Linked DNA regions of Drosophila melanogaster: region 1 is linked to region 2. Evidence: chromatin contacts called from public HiChIP or PLAC-seq data. All regions are on one chromosome and are shown on one strand. The core of a region is the stretch at or near the end of the contact, and the rest is flanking DNA. Distances in the headings are between cores, read along the strand shown.

Region 1 (6,161 bases), core at 1,070-3,569, 89 kb before region 2:
AATTAAAATATTTTTGACATAAATCAAACTCCAAATTGGGCCAAGCGAAAACAAATGAGTTGACAATAAACGACTGTCCAGACACTTGGTCATACATACCCTGGACCAGCCGTGGGAATATGAGATTTCTGGCCATCATTTGATTAAATTCTGCCGTGTCTTTAAAGACATTTTCTTGAATAATATATCAGTGTACATTTTGAATGGTTATATAACGAAGTTACTTCTTTTTTTTCTGATCTCACTATATTTATTTTACTATATTTTACTATACACTTGAAAACATTATGAAACATAAATTTAATCGTTTATAATTATATGTAGCAAAAATAATGATCGCAATACGGTATTTCAAAGTGACTTGCCCATCTATATTTTTTGTTTAGAAAGCATTTTTAAAGTTACACACCAAATGCTGTAGATGCGCTGTCTTTTTATTTTAACATTGCTTTTCCCCAAATCAACACAATGGGCAATTTATAGTTGAGCTGCCTGCAAATGCAGCCTGTCTTGCTATGGAAGAAATTGCATTTCATTGTTGATTTGGATATTTCTCTAATGGTCATTGGTCTGTCCGAAGTTTGCTGGCGATGCGTGCAACTTACATTGAAAGAAATTTTTTTCGTAATGAACATTTGTCAACAATAAAAATATATTTCTAGAAAACTTATTCGGAAGTCGTTTGGAATTTGTAAACGAATATTTAATGATCGTGTTCTTATCAATTTTACTGAATTCGTAGGGCTGGAATCTGGAATCTAGCCCGAATGCTGGCCACTTTTTCGGCCAGTGTAGGCATTAGCTGTCGGCTTGAATGGCCGTCTGGTCGGTCCGTTCCGTTTCGTTCCGTTCCTCTGTCCCTGACACCCTGACAGTTGCTGGCTCGCTGGAAATTGAAAATTGATATGGCATTGCTTGTGGGTTGCCCCCATCCGCCCATCGGTTCGTCCGCCCATCGGTTCGTCCGCCCATCGGTTCGTCCGCTCTTCAGCCCCGTCAGTTTTCGTCGCCCCACGATTTCCCCCCTTAATTTTGCACGCCCCTCCCCTCCTCACCGAATCGTTGGCTGTTATCGTCAGGCGTCTGTGTCGCGTTTTTAAAACATTACCATGCACTTATAGTCGGAGCAGCATCTGAAGCATCAGAAGCCCTAAACGAGCGCAAATAGTAATGACAATGCCGCACAGTGGGATCAATTGCAGTGCAAGTGCGCACTTTAATGTCCTCGAGTGTGTGTGGATGTAACCGTTTGTGCTCGATAATCCCTGCGGTGCTTGCGGTTTTGTTCCAGATGCCATATCGAATGTTTGTGAAAGCTGAAAAATTGAGCAAAATACTGGACGAACCTGATACATTTCCTGGGTGCTTATGTCGGCAATTGGGTCAAGCACATAATGGATATTTTAAAAACAAGATTACTCGTCAAGGGCATTGAATGCGCTTTAATATAAAGTAACTAACTTCATAATGGCGTACAAATGAGATATTTAGTGAGTCCCAAAGTTAAGGGCGAAATAATTTAAGGATTTTCAAAAAGTCTGTCCGTAAAAGTCCACCGTACAGTGTTTGCGCTCTATGCGCACTCTAAACTGCAGTTGCAGTTGCAGCCCTGCCATCAAACATGTACAACTCTTTCCGTTTCCGCTCTGCATAAGTGTGTGTGTGTGTGTGTGTGTATGTGGATGGCGGGCTGGCATATGTGTGAGTGGGCCTCCATATATTTTGCCGGAGTCTGTGTGTAATTTTACTTTTTCCGACTGCAGCGACTGCTGCTGCTTCATCTGACATGATTTCCGCATGTCGTTTGAGTTTTTCTTGCCGCCGAATTTTTCTTCGTTTGCTTGATTTTCTTTTTTTTTTTCCGCCTTCTGCTATGGCTCGCTTTTTATGTATGAATGAATAATAATAATAGGGAAACACTATTTCAAGTGCACAGCTTTTGATTTGAGGCATTGTCTTCGAAATGATTTCTACAAATGCTAAAATTTTTTATTGGCTTGAACAAGTTTTTTTCCCCCTTTTTGATTGACAACTCCAACGTACAGCTCCTATTATTGTGACCACTGCTATGCGAATAAGTTAGACTCTATTTTTTCGGGTGCTCGTGTGCTCAATTTCAAACAAAAAACGCCAGTTTATGTTGATGTGTGCATGCTTTTCCTGTCGCGCTGCTGCTGCTGCCGCTGCCATTGATATCGCTGACGAAATTGAGAATTATTATGTTTAAACGTGTGTGGCATCGCCGCCATTCGGGCCTTAGCGTTGCCGCCGCGTTTCCCTGCCTTTTCCCGGCTCCCCTCCTTCACGACCTTTCCCGCGACATTCCTCTCATTCCTCGCCGAAATTCGTCGGGTGACATGCGAGTTGGCATTGCATGTGCTGCTGCCTTCTGTTGCAGACTTTGCGGCGCTTTCTTCAAATTAGATTGCCTTGTGATGACTTTAATGCAAAGCCCACTCACAGACACCCGCACACCATACATACCCACACACATGCAAACAGCGAGCTGTCAGCCACAGTTAAACCTATACAAACACAAATGGCAGGCCAGGAAATGGAGTAGAACTTTATTTATTAAATAAAAGCTGATGCCTTGCCTTGCCCAGCTAGAGCTTGACTTTTTCTAAGCTGATAATGTTCTAATACAGCTAATACAGTTTTTTAAATTGCGAAAAACCAATGCTATACTCTTCACTCGAAGAGTAGAGTTAACCTAGATCCCTTGAAAGAGCGCGGAGTAAGCGAAAAGAAATGCATCCAACACAGTAGTTCGATTTGCTGCTTGTTGTATATCTCAACTTTCTTTGCATTTTGAGTAACGCGTATCTAATAGTCGCGGTACTTGACTCTAAAACTTCATTGTGTGGATATATTGCCGTTATGTCAAGTATAATAATTGAATTGAATCAAAACATCACGTGGTACCATTTGAATACAAACATGTTATCAAATTCAATAGCGAAACTAAAGGTTAAAGGGCAAAGTATTTCTATCGAAAAAAAAAAACGCGATCTCAGTCTGACGAATATGACGTAAAAGAATATGTATTCTGATTTTCATTTCTTCTTTCATTAAAGTACAGCGTACACACGGTGTATTTCTGTGCCAATCAATAATAATCGTTTTGGGATCCCATGCCCCTTAACTAATTAATTAATTAATTTAATTAAATAAGCATCGAGCCCTGTTTTCCATAGATCGTGGTCTTACCTCTGCGATTGCATAGGCTGCAGTTAAAGCTGCTACAGGGCAATCAATAGAAAATGGCAACAATTCTGGCTCGCAGGACGAGACAAAAGTCAATGCCATGTCCGTGCGGCTATGAGGCACTACGGCAGCATAGATGCGATGTATGTACGTGTAGTGGTGCGGCTGTGTATCGCACAAAAGGGTCTTTGTTGAGCGCACACAGATGCACAGTAGTTACACACAGATACTCGTACTGGTAAATACAGGGCGCCTCTGACTTGCTGCCAAAGGCTAATGAAGGCAGAGGGAGCCGGAATGGGGCCCTGAATTTAGAGGAGGACATGCCAGGATGCACTTGCCACTTGGCAGTGCACAGCTCCAGTTGCTGCTGCTCATATGCCTAGGCCATGTTGACATCAAACAAACAAACAAACAAGCAGACAAACAAATACACAGCAACACAGAAATACACATAAACACAAATAGAGAGGCCGGCAAAAGAGCACAGAAAACGGAAAACTGGAAAAAAACAAACCGAATAAAATTTGTATAAACTGATCCGAACTCAGATTTGTGCAAGTCCGAAATGGAAAACTCGTGTTCGGATGTTCAAAACTTTCATTTCGAAATAGGCAAATGGTTCGTATCCCCCAAGTTGAAGTGAGTTCGCAAATGAACTTCTAAGTCAACTTGAGCCGAGAAATGTGCAAGGAGTGCGCGTTGATTAATCTATGCTTAAGTTTTTCTCCAGTGAAAACTACATTAAGCTAAGAGACGCTGCTTAAAAATGTTCTTGTATCTAAATCGAAATATTTAAAGCCGTAATATACTTACTATAAAATTAGTGCGATGGTGAATATGATTTTAACCAAAGCTTAGGTTTTATTCGAATATATTTTTGAAAGTTAGGCTGCAATTGAAGCATTTGAAAAAAGCTTATTTCTGTTGGTCCTGCCAACTCCGTCTGAATTTCCCCCCCAATTTTCCATTTCGCATTTCACCGGAGGCGAGAGGAAATATTAATTATGCCAGATGCAGCTGCTGCCGCCGGAGTAGCTGGGGATTCCCGTCTGCGGATATTGCATCTATCCCTGCCCCCAAAAACTTGCGGATCCTGCCGTTGAGCGGGCTAATCAGAAATCATGGAAGATAGTCCGGAATCCTCGGCATTTTCCCGCATCAAACAGCCGGTCTCTCTCACTCTCTCACTCTCTCTCTCTCTCTCTCTCTCTGTCTCTTTGAAGCCATTACGATATTTATGTAAATTTATTGAGCAACAAGCAGATTTCAATTAAAACGCAATGCCGACGGATTTAATAAAGGCGTATACGAAAAGGGGGAGTGGCTGGCGACAGGCAAAATAACTTTAAATTAATTAAAAACGCGCCGGGCAAAAATGTTTTAAGCTTGCGATGGCAACAAACGCGGGCGTCAAGGAGTTTTTGCGGCAATCTCAAAAGGGGGCTGGGAAAATTCAGCAGGACTGGGAAAATTGCAGCGGGAAACGCAGGGGACTGGCTGAAATTACGGGAGAGAGGACAGCACACATCTTCGCTGGGGTAGCAGCTTCTACGGGCTGCCACGGCGCATCAATGTCGCGAAAATTAATTGAAACGAAGGCAGGAATTTTCGCAAGGACTTTTCCGAGGGTTTTCCGCGAGGCCGAAGCTGCCGCCGATGCGCGGAAAATTAAATAATGAAGATGCGTTCCCATGTCTCTGCCAGCGAGGATCCTCCGTTGGGCGAAAATAGTTTTAGGCGGGCGCATGGCAATGAAATGAAAATTTCAGTATTTCACCAGGAAAATGGAAACTGTACGATGTGTAAGCGAAATTTAAGGCACCGTTGAAAGCTTTTTCGTGGCGAAGAACGAGAATACGGTATTATTTGAGAGTTGAGCTAAGCTAATGTAAATTAATTAATTATAAATTTTAAATTAATAATAATAATGTTTGGTGATCTTGAGTACTATTGTACTTCCTCGATCCATTGTTACATAAGAAATCTCTTGTGCTCCACTGGCGAATGCAGACCTGATTTATACACTGGCACTGAATATTTATGTTGGTTTTTGGCCACTGACCAGTTGGGGAAAATGCGAAAGAGAGAGAGAGAGCGATGAGGGCTGCGAAAGAGACGGGTGGAAGGTGGAAGGTGGAAGGTGAAAGAAGAAGAGAGCTTAAGCCAAAACATTACCGCACGTCCGCAAAGCTCCGCTTCAGTTCAGTTCTTGTCCTCTGACCCCCGAAAAGTTGCAGCCAACAAATGAAATTAAGCAAATAAATTTTGAGGCGGATTAGTTGAGGGACAAACTGCTGAGGCGTGAGTGGGCGGGGTGCGGAAAATAGGGGGAAAACAGGGGGAAAACAGGGGGTAAGATGGCGAGGACAGAGGACAATGGTACGGGATAAAAACAACTGAAACGAACTGCGGAACGTTTTGCGGCTTAGCGAGTTATCAGGCAAGTCGTTTAGCCTTTCCTATGTTTTTTTTATATGGCACCCGGCTACCTTCTGCATTTTCCTCCGGCAGACCCAAGAAAATTGCACACGAAATTGGAGTTTTCGAGTTGAAAATTGGAAGTCGTGCGGAGTGGAAGACTACGCTCTCCCATCGAGGCAATTAAAATGTTGAGTCCTCGTCGTGGGCCAGGCCAAATGCGTCCGGGCTTGAACTCCAACCCCTTGCGGCTGCCCCATTATCCTGCCACAATTTTTCCGCACTCCATATGTGGAAAAGTGGCGGGGAAAACAAATCCAAGCTCTTTATTCACTCAGCAGTGCAGGCAAGAACTTAACCTCCTCTCGATAGTTTGATACCCAGGAAAATGGACAGAGACGTGAATTAAATGCTTAGGGAATGAAGAGAGAAATAGATCTGTTGATTTTTATCAGGAAACGAGTATTAATTTTTAAATATTTATATTTATTTATATTTTTTTATTAATATTATTTTGTTTTTAGCATTTTAAA
Region 2 (6,091 bases), core at 902-3,401:
ACATATGTATTAGAGGACTGCATAACACCATTCAAACCATTCAAAACAACAGTCGTGCTGAAATGAACAAAGTGAATTCGGCTCGTTTCGCAAATGATCGTCCATTTATACGCGATCGTTGCCGACTTCAATTCATTCAATTCGATCGGCACATTCTGAAACGAACGAAGTGAAGTCCGAGTAAAGTGAATGGGTGATTCGAATGTCTTGTCTGCGTATGTGCACATACGCACATACTATGTGCGTGTTAGTTTCAATAAAAGACAGTTATGGCTGAGTTAGTGTTTTTATATTATTATTTAATTTTACTTAAATGATTATACATTATATTCTTATTTTATAAATAAACTAATTTTTAATTTTCAATATTATTATGAAGAAACATTATTTTATTAATATTCTCTGAATTTAGAGAGATGGCAGAACGTTTGTCTGTTATTAAATTTCGAACGTCTGAAAATGCTCTTTCAGAGGCAGCGCTTTTTCCTGGTATGCAAAAAATGTTGCAACTGGTTTTATATAAGTTTGGGAACATATTTTTATGATCGTTCCACCAAGCCTCGATAAACAATAGGTCGCCTGACGTTAGCTATACGAACGATTCTAATATTTTTATTACTATTCTATTTTAAATATTTGTAATTGACAACACATGGACAGTTTGACAATATCGTTAAATAATTTATGTATATATGCATTTTTGACAAATGCTACAATATTATTAAATAAGACGCACACGCACATAATAATACACATAAACATAATAAAACACAAAATTTGACTTACCTGCGAGCTGTACGAACTCATTTTACCCAATGACAACATTCATTGAATTCAGAGTACTCTGAATTACCATTGAAAATTCATTCGCTTCATTCATTCTTTGAACACATTTAGTTAGTTCATTTCGATCGGACGCCTAAAAGTCCGAATACATACGAAGTGAACGCAAAGAGAACGGGTCCAACTGAATGGCATGTATTCTAAATACGCAGTAAAACGAATGAATACTCTAATTGCAAAAGAAAGGGAATGGTGTTATGCACAGCTCTCTAATACATATAAGCATTGAGGAGGAGTGTTGATTTGGCAATAAAAAATGTATATGAAAGGAAAAAAACTTCCTTGCAACTCTGTTTAAGTTACATACGAACATACTATGAAATAAACTCAGTCTCTCTCAAGCAACCAAACGTTGTGGTCTTCTTTATAATCCAACAAATACTTACATGGAATCTCACTAAAATTTGCGATACTAATATAAATGTCAAAAAATATCAAAACATTTTTTAAAAGTGCCGGCGTGGCAGCTTAGTGCGGTTTGTGAGCGTTAGAGTGGGAGTGGTAACACTGGGCTTGCGCTGCGTCTTTTTGACTCTAGAATCTGTATGTTGAATCTCAACCTTCTAGTTCCTGAAATCTCGACGTTCATACGGACATCCTGATCAAGATATATATACTTCCTTCCTGCCTTTTACATACTTTTCAACGAATCTAATACCCTTTTACTATACAAGTATCGGTTATAAAAACAACGTCGTTCTAATGCGCGCTCTTCTTGGTACTGGGCAAGCAGCACTCCAAAAATGGAGATGGAGGCTGGGCAGGGCCCGACTGCAGACCGGATCCTGCGTGTGGCGTCATGGCGGACGCGAATGTCAGGCTCCGCAGGCTGGAGGCTATAAGGACCCCGCAGCCCGACCGCTTGGCAGCACGGAGGGAATATGACGACGCCTAAACGCTCCGGATCCGGATGCAGCAGCGACCGGCCATGCACGTGACCCTTCAACGGGCAAGGGACCAGGCGCAAAAATAGAGAGGCAGAGGCAGGAAGAACTGCAGAGGACGGAAGCGAAGGACCGCGCGTCCTGAAGAAAGGTGGCCTGGCAGTGTAACGTGTATCGAAATAAATTGATGGAAGGCAAGGGAACCTGTACTGGTGGGTGCACGCTTTAGCTAGACACTATAATAATCCTAAGTAGGATAACAAAAGGGTAAAACAGCGACCTACCGAAGTTGATAGTTTGCGAAAGCCTCTCGAAGCCTCGTACATTGACAAAGGTATGCCTGCCGAACACGCCAACACTCTAAGCACTAGAGAGGCGATCGACACGATGATCACAAAAACTGAACTTAACAATTTTCAGGCAAGCCTGGAAGTATGCATTAAATCACCAGGGTTCTAGCCAAGACTTGAACCATGGGATAGTTTAAGCTTTAAGCTCAACAACAACTGTTTGTGCGACCGCGTGGCTGCTGGGTAGCGGAGCCCCATCTCGAATAAATTTACAGTCATTTTTTTTTATTGAAATTGTTTAGGTTTCACAATGATTTCACTGATTGATTGGGGGGTCACTATTTACTGTATGTGCCAGTATTCTGGACTTGTCTATGGGCTATTGCGGCGAAAACTAATTTCACCTTTTCAAGTTGTTCAGCTGCGTGTGTTGCCGAGCACAATTGATCTTCTTTTTTTTTAAAAACGAAATTATTTAATTTAATTGACTAGCGTACTATTACCCTTCTTAGGCAACTTAGTCTAATCGGTATTAACATTAACGATTCTTAATATTTAAGTTATTTACAAAGATGAGTAAGAGCATTAGAGAAATGGAATGTTTAGGCAGTATTATTTAGAAGATTTTAATTAAGTAGGATTTTTGTCAAGGCCCGGTCAGTCAGGTCTTGGGGGTGGTGGAGTTTCAATCTTCTTCTCGTACTTGTCCGATGGCTTTACTTAGTCGTCTAGTTAGACTATTAGGATGAGATTCTAGTCTGTCATTGTAGTTTTTCGCTATTTCCTAAATCCTGTCTCCAATTTTTGTCACATTCAGATCACGTTCGATATCTCTGGTCCTCATGTACCAAGGAGCGCCTGTGATCTTCCTTCGAGTTTTTGCCTAAAGAACCCGAATTTTATTCAGGTGCGTTTTGGCAGCGATTCCATACACCTGTATGGTATATAATAGACCAGAAGCTAATATGATCTTGATGATTTTAACTTTTTTGACGAGGGAAAGCTTTTTGCGGACAGCAATTAACCAGGACATTTTAGAAACCTTATTTTTAAAGGACTGCTCTATCGCCGTGACATGATTTCCGTGATTTCCATGATTTTACTTCTATCTAAAATCACTCCAAGATACTAGTATGATGTGGTCAAGCACTCTTTCTTTAAGTGAGACACAATGGCAACTACCTATGCGCTTTGTGAAGGTGACGCTTGCACATTTATCAGCATGAATGCAAATGTTCAACAACTCTGCCCAATTCTGGAATGCGTCCAAGTACTCTTGCAGTGCGTCCGAGGCCTCGATAATGCTGTCATCTTTAAGCTCAAAGAAGCTGGGGTCGGAAAAATCGAATTTTTGAAATTTGAAAGCTGGAATCGTTTGCCCATTTTTTGCCCACCAATTAGTTTTTTTTGCCCACGTCCAGTTTTTGAGATATGAATTTTCGAAAAAGTTCGAAAATTTTCGAAAATCAAAAATTTCGCTTTTTTCAAATTTTTTTTTTTTTAAATCGCAATAACATCGTTTGCCCACGTTTGCCCACCCTTTAGAATTTTGAAAAAATGTATACTTTAGAAAATATAAGGCTTTTAAGTTTACCTCGGTCTAATCAGAGAGTAAATCGTTTGCCCATCTCTTAAAACCAAATATTATCACCCTTTAAAAAGGGTGGGCAAACGAAATAATTTATTTTTAAAGGGTGGGCAAACGAAATAATTTATTTAAAAAGGGTGGGCAAACGAAATAATTTATTTTTAAAGGGTGGGCAAACGAAATAATTTATTTTTAAAGGGTGGGCAAACGTTAAAAATGAATTTTAAAGGATGGGCAAACGAAATTATTTAGTTTTAAAAGGTGGGCAATCGAAATTATTTAGTTTTAAGAGTGGGCAAACGAAAAAAACAAATTTTAAAGGGTGGGCAACCGAAATTGGGTATATTTTAAATGTGGGCAATCGAAAAAAAATTTTTGTTAAAGGTTTTTTAAAGGGTGGGCAAACGATAAAAACTAATAATAATGGTTGGGCAAACGTTTTTTGTTGATAATATTTGGTTTTAAGAGATGGGCAAACGATTTACTCTCTGATTAGACCGAGGTAAACTTAAAAGCCTTATATTTTCTAAAGTATAAATTTTTTCAAAATTCGAAAGGGTGGGCAAACGTGGGCAAACGATGTTATTGCGATTTAAAAAAAAAAAAATTTGAAAAAAGCGAAATTTTTGATTTTCGAAAATTTTCGAACTTTTTCGAAAATTCATATCTCAAAAACTGGACGTGGGCAAAAAAAACTAATTGGTGGGCAAACATGGGCAAAAAATGGGCAAACGATTCCAGCTTTCAAATTTCAAAAATTCGATTTTTCCGACCCCAGCTTCTTTGAGCTTCATCTTTACGATCTAATCCAGTGACTGCTGTCTGGGTGGGCATGTCCGCGGAGAAGATGGAGTATAGAGTAGGGCCTAACACACTTCCTTGAGGTACTCCAGCTTCGATGGCTTCAATAGACGAAGTGCATCCATCGGTCGTCACGCAAAAAGTTCGTCCTAACAAAAAGGTCGTCACAAGCTGGAATAGCTGGGGTGTTAGTATTTTCTTTGCTTTATGTAGAAGTCTAGGTTGCCAAAGTCTGTCAAAAGCTTGTTGAATGTCCAGAAAATCTGCTACCGCATACTCTTTCCTTTCTAGGGCTTCTAGTGCAAAATTGACAACTCTTTGGAGTTGCTCTGATGTTCCATGTTGAGTCCGGAAACCGAATTGGAAATCAGGTATCGCCAATATTACAGGCTCAACGTCACGCATCGTGTTGAGAATTATCCTTTCCATAATTTTACCAAGGGAAAGGAGGAGGCTGATTGGTCTATACGAGTCCACCTCTGTTGGCTTTTACCTGGTTTCAGTATCAGGATTATGTTTGTCTTCCAGATTTTTGGGAAATAACCCTCAAGTAAAACCCTGTTAAAATTGAGTACCACAAATCGCAGAGCTTGGTCTGGTAGGGTTTTTATCGTTCTGTTGTCGAGAAGGTCATGACCCGGGGTTTTTTTTTGAATTCAACAAGAAAACAAGTTGTTTCAGTTCTTCGAGAGTGACAGGATCCGCGGGCAGTGCTATTTGAAAGGGGGTTCAAGAGACTCCGCAACCAGACGGCTATGATTCGCATCGGCAAGTGCGAGCGGCTTAAATCTTTGCTCCAAGCTCCTTGCATACACTTCTGCTTTGTCCTGTGATGTGCGACACCAACCACCAGATGGGCTTCTTATAGAGGATTTCTGAGAAGCCTGAAACTAACTTGAACCTTTTTATGATTCTCCACAGGGAGAATTGTGAAGGGGCATCGGTGCCCATGTAATCCAAAAGGTTGTATATATGTAGCTGTTTTCTTTGGGTCAGCACTTTATTGAGCCGATTTGATAACCTTCTGTAGATCTGCTGGGTTCGGAAATCTCCTGTTCTTGCAAATTCCTTGGATGATTCCTTTAGCTTTTTCTCTGGATAGGGAGCGAATCACAGTTTTAATATCCATTATTACAATTGATATTATTTATTTTTAAATAACGCACTGTAAACAACTTCGCAAGCTCAAGAAACAACAAGCGGAGAACAAACGGTATCAGCCTCACGCTTGCGCAAAGCAAAATAGAAATTTTGCGCGTACACTATAAGATTGGAAGATTTGTTGATGTTTCACTACAAAAAGTCTAGGCAATCGCAAACGTCCGATTGCAACGAAGGTTAGGCAGAGACTAATTTCTTCTCTCTTTTTTTATGTTTTTCTTGAGGGTATGCCGTAGAATTCACTTGTAGAACTTACATGTTCTGAAACTCTGTTAACTCTCTGTTATATTAGACTGTTGCGTTCTTGATGTAGTTGGGCGCCAATTATCTCTTTACTAATAGTTAACAACTCCTCTGAAGTTTAATGTTCCGTTACTCCAGTGGTGGTAGCTGGTTCTTCCTTATCTCTTGTACACTTGATAGCAGCCCTTCAGCTGTTATTGCTGTTTTGAGATGAGTGGGACTTCAGGTGGTTCGTCTGAAGATAAGGTTGGAAAGCTGATTGGCTTTCTGTTGCTAGTCTT

What was found. HiChIP or PLAC-seq counts read pairs in DNA pulled down with a chosen protein or histone mark.
Region 1: a contact with region 2 is called in a CP190 HiChIP or PLAC-seq map of the Kc167 cell line, with 4 times the contacts expected there. The contact joins two enhancer-like sites. A contact is called at or near these places in 3 of 107 Hi-C or Micro-C datasets (the Kc167 cell line, the S2 cell line and wing imaginal disc) and 1 of 6 datasets of contacts at active chromatin or transcription factors (the Kc167 cell line).

The regions. Positions count from the first base shown.
Region 1 is chrX:21,260,124-21,266,284 of dm6, reverse strand. All of the region lies in intron 2 of Mnr (Membrane-bound Notch regulator), which reads left to right. Among named protein-coding and RNA genes, the nearest start is that of CG1722, 12 kb to the right of the region's middle. Within about 2 kb of position 2,319, at least 13 of the 39 cell types and tissues checked have an H3K27ac peak or open chromatin away from gene starts, as enhancers often do. A contact at or near this core is called in the Kc167 cell line, where this site is marked.
Region 2 is chrX:21,171,166-21,177,256 of dm6, reverse strand. No RefSeq gene overlaps it. Among named protein-coding and RNA genes, the nearest start is that of lncRNA:CR45506, 14 kb to the left of the region's middle. Within about 2 kb of position 2,151, at least 31 of the 39 cell types and tissues checked have an H3K27ac peak or open chromatin away from gene starts, as enhancers often do. A contact at or near this core is called in the Kc167 cell line, where this site is marked.